3 separate regions of the Sus scrofa genome follow, and all the other regions are linked to region 1. A link is a contact called in public Hi-C and promoter capture Hi-C data. All regions are on one chromosome and are shown on one strand. Each heading gives the region's core, a stretch centred on a gene start, on an enhancer-like site or on the middle of the called end of the contact. The rest is flanking DNA. Distances are from core to core; before and after follow the strand shown. Region 1 holds the start of PARM1 (prostate androgen-regulated mucin-like protein 1). Region 2 holds the start of USO1 (general vesicular transport factor p115). Region 3 overlaps G3BP2 (ras GTPase-activating protein-binding protein 2).

What was found. Promoter capture Hi-C pulls out the DNA fragments that hold promoters and counts their contacts. A called contact is a pair of places that touch in the nucleus more often than the background predicts.
Region 2: a Hi-C map of embryonic fibroblasts shows a contact between it and region 1, with 2.3 times the contacts expected there. The contact joins the promoter of USO1 here to the promoter of PARM1 in region 1. A contact is called at or near these places in 1 of 5 promoter capture datasets (fetal skeletal muscle), 4 of 47 Hi-C or Micro-C datasets (embryonic fibroblasts, heart right ventricle and skeletal muscle) and 1 of 2 datasets of contacts at active chromatin or transcription factors (skeletal muscle).
Region 3: a contact with region 1 is called in a promoter capture Hi-C map of liver, with 3 times the contacts expected there. The contact joins the enhancer-like site here to the promoter of PARM1 in region 1. A contact is called at or near these places in 1 of 5 promoter capture datasets (liver), 7 of 47 Hi-C or Micro-C datasets (alveolar macrophages, embryonic fibroblasts, fetal heart ventricle and 4 more) and 1 of 2 datasets of contacts at active chromatin or transcription factors (skeletal muscle).

What each region holds. Positions count from the first base shown.
Region 1 is chr8:70,786,007-70,789,839 of Sscrofa11.1, reverse strand. It overlaps PARM1 (prostate androgen-regulated mucin-like protein 1), which reads right to left and starts at 1,706. Exons shown (of 5, transcript NM_001243716.1): 1 at 1,393-1,706. The coding sequence starts at 1,435.
Region 2 is chr8:71,362,022-71,365,854 of Sscrofa11.1, reverse strand. USO1 (general vesicular transport factor p115) reads right to left here and starts at 2,228. Exons shown (of 27, transcript XM_005666762.3): 1 at 1,990-2,228. The coding sequence starts at 2,055. It overlaps G3BP2 (ras GTPase-activating protein-binding protein 2), which reads left to right and starts at 2,381. Exons shown (of 13, transcript XM_005666759.3): 1 at 2,381-2,596.
Region 3 is chr8:71,330,976-71,334,808 of Sscrofa11.1, reverse strand. All of the region lies in intron 2 of G3BP2 (ras GTPase-activating protein-binding protein 2), which reads left to right. Among named protein-coding and RNA genes, the nearest start is that of G3BP2, 31 kb to the left of the region's middle. Within about 2 kb of position 1,903, at least 17 of the 83 cell types and tissues checked have an H3K27ac peak or open chromatin away from gene starts, as enhancers often do. A contact at or near this core is called in fetal liver, liver, omental adipose tissue and 1 more, where this site is marked.

The DNA.
Region 1 (3,833 bases), core at 457-2,956:
TTCTAGCGAGGAGAAAGGAAGGCGTCTTTCCTGCCCTTTCGTAGATGTCTCTCGGCGGGGCGGGCGATTGCGGGGCTCGGGAGAAGGCTGGCTGTCACACTTGCAGGGATGCACGCGCTCCCAGTCTGGCCCGACGCCGCGCGGCCAGAGCCGCCCGAGCCCTGCTCCTGAACCTTCTGCGGACGCGCCTCCAAATGGTACAGACGCCAAAGGGAAAAGGGAGCTTTCTCAGACGTTCAGCAAGTAGAGGAAAAAGACTCCCTGTAGCCTCAAGTTGGGCAACTTTTCCTCAAAACTGCATTAACCTTTGTCAGCTGCCAGGAAACCCCTAGCTTCTTGTGTCCACAATTGCAGGAACCAAGCAATTCAGGAGGAAAAACAGATATAGATATAGATACAGATACACGGACTACTAGCATGAATCAATGGTTTGTGGATGTGGCCTTGAAATATTCTTTTATCTAAACATAACAGTGTACCGCGCACGCAGGCTGATTTTTCTACCGGTGCCTGATCCACAGTCGGCCTGCATTTTCTGCAAAAATTGGGCACCCTAATCTCAGACTCAAAGCGCTCTTCTGACTCTCTCCTCGGCGCCCACCAGGCCGAGCTCGGTCCTCCCGCTCCTTTCTCCCCAGCTCCCGCCTAGAGGCCGCTGCCGTCCGTGGTCCAGAGACCCGCGCGGTGCGCGTGGGAAGCCATCCCCAAGGAGCCAAGTTAGCAGTTTCTGCCAGGGCACGCATTCGGGGGAGCTCCGGGCCACAGGGTAAAATTGCCACCCCGGCGGTGATAGCGAGCTTAAGCCGCCGGATCCAAGCAGCTGCCTTGGGATTGTTAGCGCCGCATCATCCCCAAGCGTTAACTAGGAAGGGACGCCAGAGGCCAGAGACCAGAGCCCACCAAGTCTGGGGAAAAGCAAACCAGCCCCGCAGGGCGCACGGCCCGAGCATTAGCTTTCCCAGATGCCACCCCTCCCTGATTCTTCTTCTCATCCCTCTCGGGTCCAACCGCGTCAAGAAGTCTGGTGCCCAACTTTGGGCGGGTGTGCTCAGAGACCCGAGAAGCCTCTAGTCGCAGTCAGTGTCGCCAACCCCGGGTTCAAAAGCGTCGCGCAGCCACCTGTTTCCCAAAGCCCGGAGTTCGTGTGAGAGCGAGCGGCGGCCGGAAGAACCCAGTCACCCCCTCAGTCCGGCTCGGCCCAGGAGCTCCCCAAATGCTCATCACCCCAAATCCAAGTGCGCACATATCTCTGCGCAACACCGGAGGCTCGCGCCACTCCGGCTACCGGCGCGACTTACTTCCCGGTCTCCCCGCTCGAGCCCCCGCCCCAGCGCTGGCCGTGCGGCCCGTGTCGCCCCGGCCCTTCCTGGCAGGACGGCGCCCCCAAAATACCTGCTGTGACGATGAAGAGAGCGAAGAGCGTCTTGCGGACCATGGTACCGTGGTGCTTAGTGCCAAACCCGGCGCGGGCGGCAGGAGAGTTTGCCAGGACTGACAGAGCGCACCGGGCGCGGGCGGCTCCTCCTCTGCCCGGTTGGCTACTGTGGGAGCCGGGCGGCCGGGGCGGCTCGGGCGGCGGGAGGGGAAGAGAGGCGAGCGCCGCGCGGCTCCGTCAGCTGCGTATCCTCCGGCGCCCGGCGCGCTTCTGCTCCATCCCAGCCGCGGGAGCCGGGGGCCGCCTCCGCCGCCCGACTGCCGCCGCCAAACCCCTCCCACCCAGGCCCCGCGGCGATGACAAGGCCACCCCTGGCCTTTCCTCTCCCGGCGGCGTTCAGGTCCCGGGAGTCCTGGCCCAGGGCGGCCTCTGCTGGACAGTCGGGGCGGGAGATCCGAGTTTTGAGCGGGTTCAGCGAATGTTTGGGGCCGCTAGGCCTGTGCTGGGAGCTAAGGGAACGCAGTGTAATGGGAGCGGATTTCTGCCCTCAAGAATTTATCTCACCTTTTCTTATGTGGGTGATAACCTTTAAACAGGTTATGCCACCTCCAAGAGCCAAGACCCCACTTCCTAAGAGAACGTATTACATTTCTTTCCAAGTATGAGAACCTTTTCCTTTTCCTTCATTTCTCCGGATGTTCCTGCGTATACATTAAACCTTCGCACACGTTCAACCCCACTGCATTTCCTGGTGCCTAAGTCAGGGTGTCTGTTATCATATTCAGCTTCTTTCTAGAAGAAACAGTATTAATGTCAGGTAACAGTGGTTCATGGGCCCATTCAGAGCCAGGCACCCCATTTCATGTTGTATCGTGATACCTTCCAACGACCCTGGGACATAAGAATTCTTATTCCATTTTGTAGATGAGAAAACTAATGCACAGAGAAGAGAAGTGATGTGCTCAGGATCACATGGCTAGTAAAGACTGAATCCCGTAATTGAAGAGTTTGTGCACCAGGGCATAATACCAAAGGCTGACATTTCCTGAGAATGTCTGCGTGCTGGACGACTGCGCTGTACAGGTATCAACCCAGTCATGGTCTCAGAACAGTCCTTTGATGTGGGCACTCTTATGTCTTCATTTCCAGGGGAGAAAATGAAAGCGTCTGGAGGTTTAAGTACTTGCCCAAGGTCACACAACCAGCTAATGGTACAGATAAAACACATGCCCGCGAACTCTGGGTCATCTCTGTACTATGCTCCTTTTTCAAAGTCCGAAGTCTCTGTGTGTTCACACAGATCAAAGCTGACCCTTCTCTTAATGCTTCCACCACCTTAGAGCTGCTTATTTCTATACCTCAGCCAGACCAGATGCCAGAGCAGCTCCCAATGTATGTATTAGGAGCCCGGTGGTCCCCTAGTCCCTGGAGATGGGATGCTGCAGGAATTAAGGGGCATCCCTAAAGAACTGGTTTGTTCAGGACCATCACTAGCTCTGGAGAAGAGTTTTCTTCTTCTGTGACTTCTTACCTCCTAGAGAGAGCCTCGGGTTTTCTTTTCTCACTCTTTGGGGCCTCCCGGCTTTGTCTGTGATGATATCAGTTCCTCTCACTGACCCCACCATTACCACTTGTCACACTTCCACAGCTGGATTAAACTGAGCTCATAGTGTTTCTTTTGTCTTGGTACATGTATTGATTCTCGGTGAAATGAGGAGTAGAAATATTACAACCAAATGCCCTCCCATCCAACCACCCCGGCCAAAGAAACTGCAAATGCAATTTATTAAACAAGTTCTCTTAATGCTTTTGACCTTCAAGTCCTTCTGGTTTCTTGTGTAATCAGTGTGATTATGAACAATTTCTGCATCTGTGCGGTGGCTGTCATGGGGGCAGGGACCACACACAGATGGAATTTTGTGGGCATATTCTATAAAGCCCTGGTCCTTTTAGAGAGGGCCATTTAAGTAAGTGACTGTGTGACAGAAATAAAGATTTTTCAAAAACACTTCACAGAAAAAACTAATTGAGATTCAACAACACTGTAATGGAATTCCTGAGTAGTGCAAAGGATGTGTGACTGGCTTTGATATCTAAGAGGATGGTCTGGTACCCAAAGGATGGTGATTCCCACACATGAATCAGTTAAAATATCTAAAGCTGTTCATTGTACCCAAATCAGGGTTGAAAATGATTTCTTGAAGCAAAACAATTCATTTTTATGAACAATTCAAACTTTTATTAATTTAATGAAAACATAGTTGATCACTTACTAGGTGCTTGCCATGGATTTGGTGGTAATAGTCAAGATCAGTAGGGTATGGTGCTGTAATGAACCACTGCAAAGTCTCAGTGCCTTAGCAAGAAAGGTTTATGCGTTGCTCATTGTCATCTTCTGTGGATCCAGGTTACTCCCCAGAGTAGATTTCCCCTCCATCAGTACTCAGTGTTGTAATAT
Region 2 (3,833 bases), core at 979-3,478, 580 kb before region 1:
GGGCCTTTCGGTTTTATCATCCTATAATCAATTAATTATACATCATCTTTTGTATATAAGTCATTGTGACAAGGTTAACTATAACAAAAAAAGAAAGAGTAGTCTTTCCCTAAAACATGAAATAAAAAATCTAGCCTCTACTGAACACATACTAAGTGCCAGGCTCTTTCTATTTCTTATTTCACTTAATCTTCATCACACCCATCAGAGTAGGCATTTTCCTTATTTTACTCATAGGGTATGGGCTGTCTCTTGCCTCCGATTCAAGGCAATTAGGGGTGGAAGGCAAGGATTCAAATCAAGCTCTAACTCCAAAGCAAGCTCTAATAAGCCACATTTTAAAACTCGGTGCCTCAAACAAAAATATCAGACAGATAAAACAAATGAACACAAGCTGAAGAGGTGGGCTGTGACAATGATAACCTGGAGAGATCATAGCCTTTTCTTTCTTTTTTGGCCCCACCTTCAATTGGGCCAGGGACAGAACCTGTACCAACAGCAGGACCGGAGCAGCTGAATGACAGCACTGAGTCCTCAACCTGCTGAGCCACAAGAGAATTCCAGCACAGTCTTCTAACAGGGCCACTCAATTGCTTTGCTATAGCCATGTGGGGGTGGACTAGAGAAGCTGAATATCAGTTCGTGTGTGTGTATATGTGGAAGCCCCTGATTTTCACATGAGGGAAAACAGATTCACCAGCTTTCAGCTCCCACTTTAAACAGTTCTAATTCAGATTTCGTGAGGTTAACTTTAAGAGTATAAATTTCTAAAATTCCTAGATAAGTTTTAAAACATGGCACCAGCAAGGCAAACCCTGGTTGAATCTTGGCTCGGTTCTTAGCAGTGTGACCTGGGTCAAGTTACTACACCTCTCTAACCCTCATTTCTTCGGTTGTAAAGTGAGGATACTATCACCCATCTAGCAGGGAGGTTAGGGGCTTAAGGAGAATGTAAACTTGAAAGAGCACAATACCCAGCACAAGCTTGACAAATGAATGCTACTATTTTACCCCTGAGGATCCCATCAACACAGGACATGTTTGCAGACGACCAGGTCATGTCTATGAACACTACCCAAAGTTTACCTTAAAAATGTCATACTTTGTCACTTTTGGGGAGATCTAAAATTACCCTCAACGTAAAAGCGTCTTTAAAAAAATGTCATATACACGCTTTTCTAACAGACATTAACCAAACTTCCTAAACCTAAAATAGAACCAACTTAACAACTACTGTGTGCAGGAGCGCACAATTTGTTAAAAGAGACGCTGCAAATCATGTCATCACGAGTTCAGACTTCTGAATGGGGTGAGTGGAAAGGAAATGTGTTCCCAAAGCGGACTGAGCGCGAAAGATCCCTACAACGTCCGGGCTAGTGTTTCCTAAGCATTTGGGTGAGCCTGAAACAGGGTCCGGACTAATAACACCCGGCAGAACGACCGGTCTCTCCAGCTGAAGGGACAGGGGCAGGTGGCTTTGTGTCCCAAACTATCGTATTATTCTTAGCCACTTGCTCCGGTCAACAGCTGGGTTTTAAACCTTCTTGCAGTCCTCCCCAAAGCCCATATCAGACTGCGAAGAACAGAGCTGGACTTTAGGTTCCTCACTGCCAGTGGAGACACTGGCGCAACGGGAGGGGCAGGCCCGCGGCCCGAGGGCGCGGGAGACAGGTCAGGCCACCTCTGCCCTGGATCAATCACTTCCCGGGCGCTATCACCCTCGGACCACCACCAAGCGGCCTGCGGAGCTTCGGGCGCAGCTGCTGTCAGCAGGGCCGAGCCGCTGCGCTGGTGGCTGCGCTGGGGGCGTGAGGGAATATAACTCGGGGGTTTCGGCAGAGGAAGGGGAGGCACGCCGGCAAAGGGGGAGGCGGCGTGTGGACTCCCCGCCCACAGCGGGGCGCGGGAGGTGACCTCCCGGGCCCCAAGTCCTCCGTCCCGGTTCCTGCCCGGACCCTTCCCAAGTCCCGGACCCGTCGCTCCTCTCACCGTCTCGGCTTCTGTGTGCTGGGGTCCGGCACTCTGACCCCCCATAACCCCGCGGAGGAAATTCATCTTGCCGTTCAGCCACCGGCTCTGCCTACCCCTTCGGGAAAAAAAAGATAACTTCCTCTGGTCTCCGCTGGGCCTGGCCTCCGAGCCCGCACTCTGCACTCCGCGGCCGCCGCCACCACCGCCTCCTGCTCGGCGGCCGCTCCAGCCCCCTAAGCCCGGAAACAGCCGCCGCCACCAGTCGAGATGCGCATGCGCGGGGACGTGGCATTACGTGGCGGCTCGAAGGGCGAAGGCAAAGGGAGAAAGTAGGCGAGCGGAGGCCCGCAGCCCGGGGTCGTCAAGCCCCGCCCACTGCGCAGGGCCCGCCTCCCTCCGCAGGGACACGCCTCCTACTCCCGCCCTTCGCGGGTGCCTTCTGCTGGCCTCAACCACCCACGTGGTCGGAGCCCGGCCCTGCCGGCTGGAGAGGATCCGAATAGTGTACGCGTTTTGGCTTGCAGGGTTTTTAATTGTCACCGAGTGGGGTTTACTGTAGGCTGTCAAATCAGGAGTCGTATTTTGTTGAGTGGAAAGTGAAATTTACCTTCGGCCGACGTGACAGGTAAGGGGTCCCGACGCCTGGGAGGGTTCATTCTGGTTTTGCGGTGTAGCGGTACCAGCATTGTGGCCTTCTCATCCCCATAAATTGCATTTCTTTACAGGGCTTTGTTTGGTGGTAGAAAGGGTGCCAGAACCCCCTCATTCCACTACCACGGGAGGGCGCATTTTTCAGCTCTTGCTCTTAAACCCGCTAAAAGGAATTCCTGGATCTAAGCACCAGGTACACCGCTCTTTTCAAGTGGTGTGAAGCGAAAACCTATCTAAAGATAGGAAATACATTGATCTGCAGTGTCAGACTGGCAGCTAGTAGTATGATGTTTTATTAACTCTAAACCCTATATTTTCAGTGTTTTTTTTTTAACATAAAAATGTCATTTTTCAAATCGTCATGCCTTGTTTCTTTCGAAATGAGAGTGCCAGGTACACATGCTTATGGAGTGGTCTCGTAAATGTCTTGAACCTAAAAAGCGCAGGGTCCAGTTAGCTGATTGATTCATACACCCCTCCAACTGCAGGTCTCCCCAGCCTCCCTTAAAGAAAGAAAAAAAAATCAATATGCATCTTCTATGTGCCCGACCCCACTCCTTAGTACTGCTCTCCAAAGCATTGCCTAAGCTAGAAGGAGGAAGCTGAGAGGAATCTGAAACTCTGGGTTTCACCCACACATGTCCTGCAGTCAAGTCCTGTCACTCTATTTATAGAATATTTCTCAAATAGGTCCCTGCTCTCCATCCTCTCTGCCTCTGACATAGTTTATGTTCTCATCATTTTTCACCAAGATCATGGCAATAGCTTCCTAACTAGTTTGTCTGCATTCAGGGCATGGCTTCCTTCCAGTTCAGTCTCCAGTCTATGCCTGGGTGAGCCTACCAATGACAAAACATCTATGCATGTTGGTCCTCTTCTTAATATCTTCCAATTGTTGCCGATTCTCACCATGATAAAATCCAAACTCCTTAGGTTGGTATACAGGCCTGTTGTGTTCTGACTCTTGCCTATTTTTCTAGCTTATGCCTCCCCCGTGTACTTCTGATACCTGCCTGGATATATCCTTCCCTCCCTCCACTTCTTCAAGGAAACTCTTGCTAGTTCCTTAAGACCTAATTCTGGCATCTTCTGAAAGCTTTCCCTGAAATCCAGATACATAGGTATATGCTAGCACTTTGCAGGTGTTAATAAGTGGGAAGCTCTCAGTAAATGCTTGTTGAAGTGGACTATTAAGGGCACAGCTATTTTAT
Region 3 (3,833 bases), core at 654-3,153, 540 kb before region 1:
CTAGTCAGATTCGTTAACCACTGCACCATGACGGGAACTCCCGAGAAATAATTTCATTAGCTTAAGAAATGCTTATTGTACCAGCACTATTCTATTTGCTGAGAGTTTTATTTTGTGCCTGGTTTTGTGATAGGGCAAAGATGGGCAAGGAAACTAAATACATGATTAACAAGACTGAGCATTTACTACAAGAGGGAAGAAGCGAATGAAAATTTAGAGAAAGTAAACACCAAAAAGAGAAAGAAAAAAAACCCAGGGGTGGAGGCCAAGTGGCCTTAACCCCGAAAGGTCAGAATTGGTCAATTATGTCTAAAGCTGGAGAAAAAATTCCATACCTGCAAAAGAATGCAGCAGAACTTAACCTTTTGGGGAAGTAGAACACAGAAGACTAAATACCCTTGATACCTCTTAGGTTGACAAAATGACCTCATCTCTTTGGAACCTAGAGATCCAAAGAGTAGTGAGTCTTTCTTTGAAGAGGGTGTCAGGGCAGAGTACTCTGAGCAGAGCTAGAAAGGGCTATATCCAAGAATATAGAGTTTTAGGGGAGTTCCCCTCTTGGCTCAATGGTTAACAAATCTGGGTAGGAACCATGAGGTTTCAGGTTTGATCCCTGACCTCGTTCAGTGGTACTTAAGTTCTTCTGTTTTTATTTATGTTGATTTCTTTGCGTATTTTAATGGATAATACAGGATTACTTTTCCATATTTGCTATGATTATAAATAGAGAAAAATACATGTTTAAACCTGGAAGGAAATAAAAGTGCTAACAGTTTTTGTATTCAGTGGTGTAATTATGGCTGATGTATTTTTGCTTCCCATTTTCCACATTTTTGTGTTAAACATGTATTACTTAAAATGAAAATAATGAGCAAACTTATGAATAAGTGATATGGTATTGCTTAGGGAAATAGTCATGAAATCTTTCCTAAAGGAATAACTACAAGAGAAAACATTTTCTAAGTGTAAGCCATGACACAGATACAATCTGAAATATATTAGTTTCAAAATCAATATAATATGTTGTGGTTCATAAACTAATTAGAATCAAATCTTAGTAGTAGATGCAAACTATTACCTTTAAAATGGATAAGCAATGAGGTCCTACTGTACAGCACAGGGAAATATACCCTGTCTCTTGGCGATAGAACATGATGGAAGATAATATGAGGAAAAGGAAGTATATATATGACTGGGTCACTGCTGTACAGCAGAAATTGTCACAACATTGTAAATCAACTATAATAAAAAAATTTTTTTTAAAGAATCAAATCCTATAGATACTTTATAAGACATGCAAGCCAGTCCAGTGTTTAGGAGGCTGGCTGGGTGGTCCATTTTGCAGGAAGAAATAAGAAAGGACAATTGGAGAGCCAGACTGAGCAGGGAGTAGGAAGGGCCCAGCCTTTAGTCAGCTATGGACTGATGCATGGTTCTGAACAAGTTTCTTCTTCTGGGAATACTGATTACCGCAGTGCAGATCTGTTCTGAGACTGGAGCCAAATTGGAGCGGGTTCAGAAGGAGTGGAAGAGGGGTTAGAGACAGCACGTATAAAAAACGCTTTTGAAGAATTTCACTCTACGAAGAAGCAGAGAAATGGGGCAGTAGCTAGAGGGGAATGGGGTAGGGACAGTTTGCTGTTGTTTTACAGCCTGTTTATATGCTGATGGGGATGATCCAGTGCAGAGAGAAAAATTGGTGACGATGGAGCACTGCCCTGCAGAGTGATCCCCAGAGTCCACAAGAGGGGAGGCAAGGCCTTAGGGAGGAGTGCAGCACAGGGAGCGAGGCAGGTGGGACTGAGGCGCCAGTGGGTGTGGATACCCGGGCCTGAGTGATGGGAGAGTTTGCAAATGTCTCGATTGCTCTAGACTGTCCTGTGGGATGAAGTCCATCGAGCAAACAGCACCACCAAAGAGCATGCACCGGGAGAGTGAGTGGGGAGCTGTTGCAGGGCACCTTGAGAGAAGCCGGGACACAGTCATCTAGGCGAGTAAAGCCAGAGGAAATGTTGCATAATTGTGGTGGCAGCGGTGGCGGTGGGGTCCCCAAGGGAGGGCCCACTGGAAATCAGTAGGTCAGAATTTAAGGTGCCTGGTCCAAAGTCAAGGTGGCAGCCAGGCTGCTTCCTTCTGGAGGCTCTAGGGCAGAAGGGGTTTCTTTGCCTGTGCCACTTTCTAGAGGCCACTTGCCCTTCTGGGCTCCTGGTCCCTCCCTCCATCTTCAAAGCCAGCAACATAGCATCCTTGAATCTTCTTCACCGTTTCTGTCTCTGAGGTGGCCCCTCTTGTTTCCCTCTCTTGAGGGCCTTTGTGATTGCTTTGTGCCCACCTGGATAATCCAGGACAATCTCCTGGTCCCCAAATCCTTAATCACTTCTGCAAAGTCCCCTTTTACCATGTAAAGTAACATATTCATAAGTCTTCGGATTAGGACACTGGCATCCTTGAGGGGGGCCATTATTCTGTCTCCCGTAATTAGTGGAGTTGAATATGTTTTCATATGATTATTAGCTTTTTGTATTTCTTTTGGGAATTACCCATTCCTGACATTTTTTTCTATTAGCTGTTAGTCTTTATAATTCATGTGTAAAAGCTCCTCTCTTAAGGATATAAAGCTTAACAGTGCAGCGTTTTGCACATTTCCCCCTAGTTTATTGCTTGCTTTTCAATCTTGTTTTCAAGGTATTATCTAACATACAAAAGTCTGTTACTTCTTAAAACTTTATATTGTGGAAAATGTCAAAGAAATAAAAGTAGAGCGATTGGTATATTAAATCTCCACATATTTTTCACCAAGCTTAAGAAATTATCGACTCGAAGCTCACCTTATTTTATCTGTGTTCTTACCCACTTCTCCTAAGTTATTTGTTATATTGAAGTGAATACCAGACATCAGATCATTTCATCCATAATTTTTTTAGCAAAATGCATTAATTTTAGGACTTAAATTTTCTTCGATTATTTTTCCTAAGCCTTCTGGGTTTGGTGCCATGCACAAAAAAGCCCAATTCACTTGTCTTTTTAAAAGAGATGATGATTGGGGGTGGGGTGGGGGAATGCGCTGGGGTTGTGGGATCGAAATCCTATAACATTGGATTGTGATGATCATTGTATAACTATAAATGTAGTAAATTCATTGCGTAAGAAAAAAATTAAAAAAATAAAGTCTGAATATAAGTTTTTGTACCTTTTAAGGAGGCCTTGTTCCCTTTGTCTTAACTTGTTTTTATTAGGGATGACCACGTTGACTGCTTGAATAAGTATATCTGAGCACCTGTCATGTGAAGCATGCTGTGAATTCATCTTCATGTTACCTTTTGAGTACATGTGAACAGGGAACTCTGTAAAAGGATTACAATTATAAAATTAGCAATTGGCCCATTGGCGTCCACACTCTGGATTTAGTCCGCTTTCCATGACGACAGAGATGATCATGAGCAACTGCCAGAAGGCTGGCGATTGTCTGCTATGCCTGCATCATTTACACCTTTCAATGTTGTTTGTTTGTTTTCTGCCAAGACCACTGGGCCCTGGGAAGTAAGAACAAATAGGAAGATGAGGGGAAGACCTTCTCCCCTTCTTCGTAGTCTGCTGCTGGGTGACCCCCTTTCCTGTGCTCAAAGGGACAAGCACCAAGGTCCCTTGTTTAACACCACCCACACCGTGATGGACTGTTGGCAACCACAGAGGGCCTTAGAGAGTCATTGGCTTTCACGTCAGAAAAAGACGAAACACACACAGCACAGTTATTAATTAAGACTCGGCAAGACTAGGTGATCCAGACATAAAAGGGAGGTGGCGGAGCAGGAGTTCAGTGTGTGCTTGTCATA